2 separate regions of the Mus musculus genome follow, and region 1 is linked to region 2. The links are chromatin contacts, called in public HiChIP or PLAC-seq maps. All regions are on one chromosome and are shown on one strand. Each heading gives the region's core, a stretch centred on a gene start, on an enhancer-like site or on the middle of the called end of the contact. The rest is flanking DNA. Distances are from core to core; before and after follow the strand shown. Region 1 has its middle 6.9 kb from the start of Gm39880. Region 2 holds the start of Chst1 (carbohydrate sulfotransferase 1).

Region 1 (3,697 bases), core at 365-2,864, 170 kb before region 2:
GGCTGAGTCAGGCTTCCTGCCTGCCAGTTTCATTTTATATGTGTAAGGACCGATGACTCTGGTGGAGGCACACCTTTCCTGCAGGGTTCTCATGCATCTAGGATGCAGTGGAACCATGACAGCCTTGGGACATTAGACTCAGGGCAGCCGCTGTGTGCTATTGTATGCCATAGCACAGGGGCAGAAGCCAGTCACCTCTAGGGATTAAAAAAGGGAGGTGCTGAAAGAGTGAAGGGCTCCTGGGTTCTGGGAAAGCCCAGCAAGTGTTCATACACTCACAGTCATTCACCAAGCACATGCAGGCCCCACGCAGTGTGCTGAGCACTGAGCACTGAGCACTGAGCACTGAGCACTGACATAAATGAGTGAATAAAGCCCTCTCCCCCTGTGCTAGAACTTCCACTTTTCTAGACACACAGATGTGTAGTAGGTCAGTCAGTTGTCAGCGTGCTCAACTAGGACATGACAGGGAGCAGGGGGAGGTGAAAGGCTGCTCAGTTTTCTTCTGAATGTGGGCTGAAGCAACCTAGGGAAGACCATAACAGGTTGAGCATTAGAGACCAAGCTGGTGTTCACCAAACAGGCAAGAGGGAACAACCAAAGGAGATGGGGACCAGAACTAAGACTCAGCACCGGCCTTCCTGGACCAGGAGGTTCTAAGCAGGCTCTTGCGCTGTTATATCTCATTTCATCTCAAAAGACAGCTGCCTGGGCAGGCCACGTGCTTCTTTTTCCACAATGGATATAAAGGGCCTAAAAGAATTTTCAAGCTCACACAACTGGAGATGCTGAAGATAGGTGCCATTCAGGGCTGCCTCACTACAGACTTTCTGTTCCTCTTCACATGGGACACTGTCAGGAAGGATCCTATCTCTCAGCAAAGACCCCGAGGAAGAAAAGGGTCTTTGTGTTCAGAGAAGAAAGCTGAAATATGGAGGGTCTGCTACTCCAAAGATGGCAGACGTTGGGGCTGGAGAATAGTGTGCTATTGAAATAATGTCCTTAGAAAGTTCTGCGCTCCTGAGGTGGGCTGTTTATCATCAGGATCCACCGATCTATCTCTTTCCCTATGCTCTTGGTGTTAGGATTGACCAGCATTTCCTTCCAGGAGTGGAGTTGATTTCCAGTGTCACGGAAGCCGCCAGAATCCCTGGGCATAGACATGAACCCTGGCTCTCGTCAAAGGGTTAACTGGAAACAGCCATAGGGAAATACCCCCACCCTGGCACCCACATTCACATCAGACACTAACACCAACTCTAGTAAGTCACCAAGCTTTAGGAAGGCTGTCACATAGAAGTCACACACACACACACACACACACACACACACACACACACACACACACATACACACACACTTCAGGGACAATTGCTAGAGGGCAAAAGTTTGACCTCAAAGTTGCTTCCCTGCCCTGTGATTCTGGAATCATCTTCCACGCTGTGGGCATCCAAATGCTAGACCAGCATCCAGTGTTCCAGTGGGCTTCCATCCCAGGAACAGCTGGGGTCTCCTCTGGAAGCCGGAATCAATGGCCTCTCTTCCTTGGCTGACACATTTGCTTCTCTGTCATGCCACCGTCTTTCCTCCTTCCATCCCTGATGGTGGAAGCAGCTGCCAAGATAAATTGGAGCCTCGTTGCCAGAAAACACCAAATGCCTAGTGCTAGTTTCTCTCTGTTGTCTCTGTGACTCATGCTTAAACTGCGATCAAATACAATCTTTCCACCAGTGACCCAGGGCGGCCCGGAAGGGCAGTCTTTCTCTACCTGAGCCCCAGAGACACCACAGCTGCCTGCTATGTGTTATGAAAAAGATCTGTTGTTATGATCTGTGCGGCCCTATTGTGTGCTAGCTGTGTTTTCAGGCTTCCCACAGACAAGCAGGATTGTGGATGGGATCACACTTCAGGAGGAGACTTCTGCATGATGTGTTAGCGGGTAGCCAGGCTGAACTCTGAATTACATGATGGCTCCCATTTAAGAAAAGAATGTTACCACCAGAAATGCAGGCAGAAATTCATCAGCTAGGAGCCAGTAGCCAGAATGGATTAGCCACTGAAAAACATTTCTCCCCTCTTATGCTGCCCTGCTTTGGCAGAGAGTTTGTGAGCAGGCCTCCTGACCCACCAGCCCTCTTAGAATCAGCTTCTCTTATACAAGCCTATCCTTTTCCAGACCTATATGTCATTGTCACAGCCAACAGCAGAAAGAATTCTGGATATGTATCTCACACCTAGTAAGCCCAAGCAGAAAATTCTGGCTCCCCCAGATCTGGGAAGTGCCTCTTAGATCTCTCTTAACCACCATCACCAGGCTCCGGAGCACCAGTTTGTCCCAGATGGAGTCACTCAACAGACAGACCACACTGGGAAGCATCAGGAACGAGGTGGGCACATCAATAAAGCACTCGTTATAATTCCCGATGCAATGGTGGGGAGAGTCAGAACGTGGGACTCTGCTTGATTTGTCTATCTGCTTTCACCAATCACTTCTGATAGCCAGGTTAGATTATTAAGGTGAAGGAGGGACACCATTGGTTAAAGGATCATGAAGACACTGGTCTAGCTCCTCTAGATGCTCCCCCTAGACAGGTTTCTGTGCTCCTAAGAGACATGCTCATTATGCCCCACCCAAAAGGTAGAAGCATCTCCTGGTAAGCAGTGATTCTGACTTGGAAACCTCCTCTTGGTGATTCTGGGTGACAGAGTGGCACCCTGAGACATGTGCATGGCCCTGATGATACTTCCGGCAGGATCAGATCTCAATTAGCTGATTCAAGGACCACTATGGGTCCAGCTATCCTGGTCTGCTGAGGGTAAGAGGTTACCCCAGGAGATGAGACTTCCACACTAAAATTTAGACCATTCCCTGGGAAAACCAAGGTTCATCAACAGTGTAGATGTCCACTCAATACTGGGCTTGGATCCTGAATGACCCCCAAAGGCTTAGTCTCTAGGATGGCACTGCTGGGAAGTGGCTAGGTCCCAGTAGGAGGTATTTAGGTCATTGCAAGTATGGCCTGGAAAGGGATGGTAGACCTTGTCTCTTTGCTTCCCGGCTGGTCTGCTGAGTAATTTTGTGCTGACATATTCTTGTATTGTGATATGTACCCTAAGGCTCAAAGCCATGAAGCCAGCTGATCATATACAGAAGCTTCTACAATTGTGAGTCAAAGCAAACCTTTTACCTTCATGCGTTAATAATCTCAGGCGATTTGCTACAGAATCTAAAGGCTATCGACCACAAGGGCTGAGGAAACTGGGTTCTGATGTTGATAAAAGGTGGCCGCTGCAAAGATGGAAAGGGTGAACTTGTCATCAAGATCCCAAGGCAAACAGACCAAAGCAAAAGTGTTTCCCTTGAACCTCCTGAATCTGGGCCACCTCCAGAAGATGCACACATTTAAGGTGGGTTGTCTTGTTTCCATTAACCTAATCAAGAAACTCCATTACAGGTTTGCCCAGAGACTTGTCTGCCTTGTTTCTAGATGCTGTCAAATTGACACCCAAGGCTGACCATCACAATCGCCTCCTTTTAAAGCATATCTCAATTCACTTAATTCCTGACAAGTGCTTGATAGTGAACGACATGTGACCAGCAGCCACCATCACAGTGGATAGCAGTCTTTGTGCTTTTGCAGTCCTCTAGGTATGTCTAATTCTAAAAAGTGTGTGTTGAAGCTTTTAAACTGTTTGT
Region 2 (3,776 bases), core at 80-2,579:
TCAGCTATAACATCCCTGGTCCTGGACCCCAAAAGCCTTGGTGTCCAGAAGCCTCTTGCTTAAACGGTTAAGCCCATCAGGAAGTGGGTACTAGGAATGTAATCTTAAAAAGAGGCAGACCTGGAGTAGGGAGAGGTGACATGGTGAGGTACCTGAAATCAAGCCAAGGTGCCATCCTAGCAGGACCTTCCTTCCTCAGATAGCGTGGCCTTTTAACCCATAGATTCCAGCTAGGGCCACTGTCTACTGTTACTGTAAAGTCAAGCACCGTGTCCCTCCCTGGACCCCGAAAGAAGCTGACCACCCCATATCCTACTCAGAGAGGTGCTAGGATTGTTTTGGCCTCGCGTGGGGGGAAGCTCTGCACCGTCAGGCAGCCCTAGTCTCCTAAGGGCCCAGCCTATCACCAGCATAGTAGAAGCCGATACAAGACCGAGGCTATAAGCAAGAGGCCGGGACAGTGCTTTGCCTCAGGGTGTAAGCCTGGTTTGTAAAGTTAGAGGAGGCACGGGAACCTCAGGGTCTCTGGCAACCTCGGCCGCTCGGGTCTAGCAGGCTGTTGCATGATCAACCCGGAGCAGACACCCGAGCGGGTACCGCAGCAGCAGAACAGGAGCCCCGGGCAGACGTTTATCCCAAGTTTGCTGCCCTCACCAGAGGAGGAGGTCAGGAGCGATCGCGGAGCTCTCCGGAGGGCTACTAGCCCCAGCCAACCTCTCCCAGCGCCCAGCACTCTGCGGTCCCTAGCCACCGCCTCCGCGCACCGCCCAGAGACACCGGCCCTGAGCTAGGGGCGTCTCCCGCCGCGCCCGCGCCCCCGCCCCTCCCGGCTGTTGCGGTGCAGTCCGTTCCCGCCTGCCCCGGGGCCCGGGAGACCCGGCCGATACCTGGTGGCGGGCGCGCCGGGAGCCGCTGCAGCGCCCAGCGCTGGCTCCATCCTTAGTCTAGAGTCAGGCTCTCCGGGGGCCCGCGGGTGGTGGTGGCGGTGGAGGTGGCGGCGGCATCCTCCTCCTCCCGCGCCCTGCTCCTCGGCCTCCCTCCTCCCAAGCCTCTTCCTCCGCCTCCGCGCGTCCCTCACGGGCCCCTCTCCATGGCTCGGGGGCGCTAGCTCCGGGTGGCTCGCTCTGCACAGTGCCTTTTCCTGATGAGAGAGAGAGAGAGAGAGAGAGAGAGAGAGAGAGAGAGAGAGAGAGAGAGAGAGAGATCAGGGCCAGGCACCGGGACACCGAGCACTGCAGCCCCAGTCTCCGGAGGACAGCAGCAGCCTCGGAGGCCAGAGCCTCACGGAGTACCCTCCTTGCGTCTCGGAGTCAAAAGCAGCGGTGGTTGCTTCAGCGCCGAGCTAGCGGGTGGCAGGCGCTGCGGTCCCGGCTCCACCCCCAGCGCCGCCCGCCCCCTCTCCGCCCGACCCCGTCAGCGCGCGCCCTCCCGCCCCCCCCCCCCCCGCGCAGCCCAGGCCGGGAGCGCCGGGACACCCCCACTAGCAGGGCTCCGGAGCCAACCCACCGGCGGGCCGAGGCAGCCACACCCCCCACCCTCCACCCCGCACCCCCCACCCCCCACCCCCGAGTTGAGGAGGCCAAGCGGCAGCAGCACGGGTACCTCTTGGCCTGCCCTCTCCCCCTACACCCGCCCTAGCGAAGGCATGGCTCTATCTATGCAGCCAAAGCCTCTGGATACCCAAGTCTGGCTACAGCCCCAACCTGACCCTGGCTCCTTTCCCCAGCCAGGGCAATCAGAGACTCCCAAACCCAGAACTGAAGTCGATATTCCACTACATGCCCCTGCTTCTCTTCCATCACCCACAACTAAAGAAATGTTTCATTTGCCCCAGATCCTGTCATCCCCTTTCAGCAGGGGCTGGGTGGAGCTGGCCAGTTAGTCGGACACTAGAGTTCCTTTGCTAGAGGAAGCTTTCCATCCTGCCCAGCCCCTTCCTCCTAGGCTGCATCTGTCTTCCCAGGTAGTTACCAGTCCACAAGCTGCACTTGTGGGACCAGGACAGCGGCAAAGCCCTGGCACTACAGTGGTCCTTCGTTCTCTGCATAAATATCGACTGAGCATCTCCTGCATGTCAGAAGCACCGAACACTATAGCTAGTGACAAGAGAAACATACCCCTGAGCCCTCAGTGTGGCCTGGAGGAAAAATGAAGCCAGCAGAGGAATGCCTGTGGCCCTGAACTGAAGAGGAGGGAAAACCCACTTCTACCATTGGCCACCAAGGTGTCCATGCGCACAAACCCAGACCCCATCCTGACCTGTTTCCCATCTGAAGATGTGTAGGTACTTTGCAGGGCTCTGGACCAAAGGCAGTAGTAGACTTTGTCCAGAGTGGTAGCGATCGTCCAAAGGAGTGGGCTTCCATCTCCACCGTCTCTTACGTCTCCTAGAACACGATCTGTCCATCCGTCTGTCACTCCTGATACGGTGCAGAGAACAACGGGTTTTTTTTTTGTTTTGTTTTGTTTTTTAATGAGGTTATATTCACCTGGAAGTTCTCAGTGCAGAGGAGCCTTTGTGAGTCTGCTGTGTGACCATGTGATGCAGTCCTCCCCCACCCGTGCCTCAGTTTCCTCACGAGGAAAAATGGAGGTGCTTTTTCTTATCTCCTAGGGCAACAGCTCCCATGTTAGCTTGGGTGGATGCTTACTTGTTCGCTAAGAAGGGAATAACATAATGTCTAGGAGTCTCCCGGAGACCCCAAGGGGCATATCTTCAGAAAAGGCTTCACATGGAACCAGATGACGTGAAGACCTCTGCTCCAAGGGTCCCAGTAGGCCACATGGTCATTTGTCTTGGTTACAGTTGCCAACCCCTAACTATAAACTCCTGTCCCCCACCACCTCCTCAGAGAAGACAACTAACATCGCCTTTCCTGACATCCCTGATGCAGCAGCTCCAGCTGCAGCTGTACCCGGCATCCCCCACCCCCACCTCCACCCTCTGCAGCCAGGGCTATAGGGCACCAGACCTCAGCCCCAGCATCACAGGGCTTTAGTCACTTGCCCACCTCCATGGTAAGTGGCTGTGTTTTGACATGACCAAGAAGAGAAAGCTGGCCTTGCAAGAACACTCCAGGTTTCAGGCCCCTCCCACTTGTCCATGGACAGCCTGCACCCCCCCCCCACCAACCCCCCCCCCCCGTCACCCTGGATGAACCAGAACCATCTCTTTCACCTAGGTTAATCCCTGCCTGAATCTCAGCTACCCCAGAATAGTCCAGGCTTAGAAACTCCTCTATCTCCCACTCTCTGATCCCAGCAAGTCATTTTTCAAACTTTGCTATATTTTGGATGGAGAGGACAGTGAGGTTAAAATGTAAAGAACTGGGGAGAAATATATTTAAACTCTGAAAGTAGACACAGACCTGGGTCCTCAGAAGTACTATGAGTCTGTTCCCAGTTACCTGGGGTTGCCCCCATATAACAAAAACATGTTTCTTAGGTGCCTACTGTGTGCAAGGCGCTGTGGGGGAGGGGATGCAGTGATGCCTCCACTAGAAGAGCATATCAGTTCTCAACCCCCATGGCAAACAGCTCACAAATGCGGGTGGCTCCTGCTCCAGGGGTTCTGACGCCCTCTTCTGGCCTACATCCGCATACACAGACACATGCACACGTAGGCGGAGTTTAAAACAAAAGTGAAAAAAAAAAAAAACAAAAAACAAAAAACCCTTTAGAAAGAGTGGTCACTGAAAATTTGCGTTTTTCTAAGTGGCCTGGGAAGTCAGGTGAAGATGCAGCCTTCGAATGTCTTTCAGGAAGGGCTTCCTGGA

What was found. HiChIP or PLAC-seq counts read pairs in DNA pulled down with a chosen protein or histone mark.
Region 1: an H3K4me3 HiChIP or PLAC-seq map of embryonic forebrain shows a contact between it and region 2, with 4 times the contacts expected there. The contact joins the enhancer-like site here to the promoter of Chst1 in region 2. A contact is called at or near these places in 16 of 39 promoter capture datasets (the 3T3-L1 cell line, 3T3-L1-derived adipocytes, the SN4741 cell line and 11 more), 5 of 484 Hi-C or Micro-C datasets (brown adipocytes, cortical neurons, embryonic fibroblasts and 1 more), 14 of 115 datasets of contacts at active chromatin or transcription factors (SST interneurons, VIP interneurons, astrocytes and 11 more) and 1 of 9 other capture datasets (embryonic stem cells).

What each region holds. Positions count from the first base shown.
Region 1 is chr2:92,770,723-92,774,419 of GRCm38.p6, reverse strand. No RefSeq gene overlaps it. Among named protein-coding and RNA genes, the nearest start is that of Gm39880, 6.9 kb to the left of the region's middle. Within about 2 kb of position 1,614, at least 50 of the 459 cell types and tissues checked have an H3K27ac peak or open chromatin away from gene starts, as enhancers often do. A contact at or near this core is called in the SN4741 cell line, VIP interneurons, astrocytes and 5 more, where this site is marked.
Region 2 is chr2:92,597,260-92,601,035 of GRCm38.p6, reverse strand. Chst1 (carbohydrate sulfotransferase 1) reads right to left here and starts at 1,329. Exons shown (of 3, transcript NM_023850.2): 1 at 888-1,329.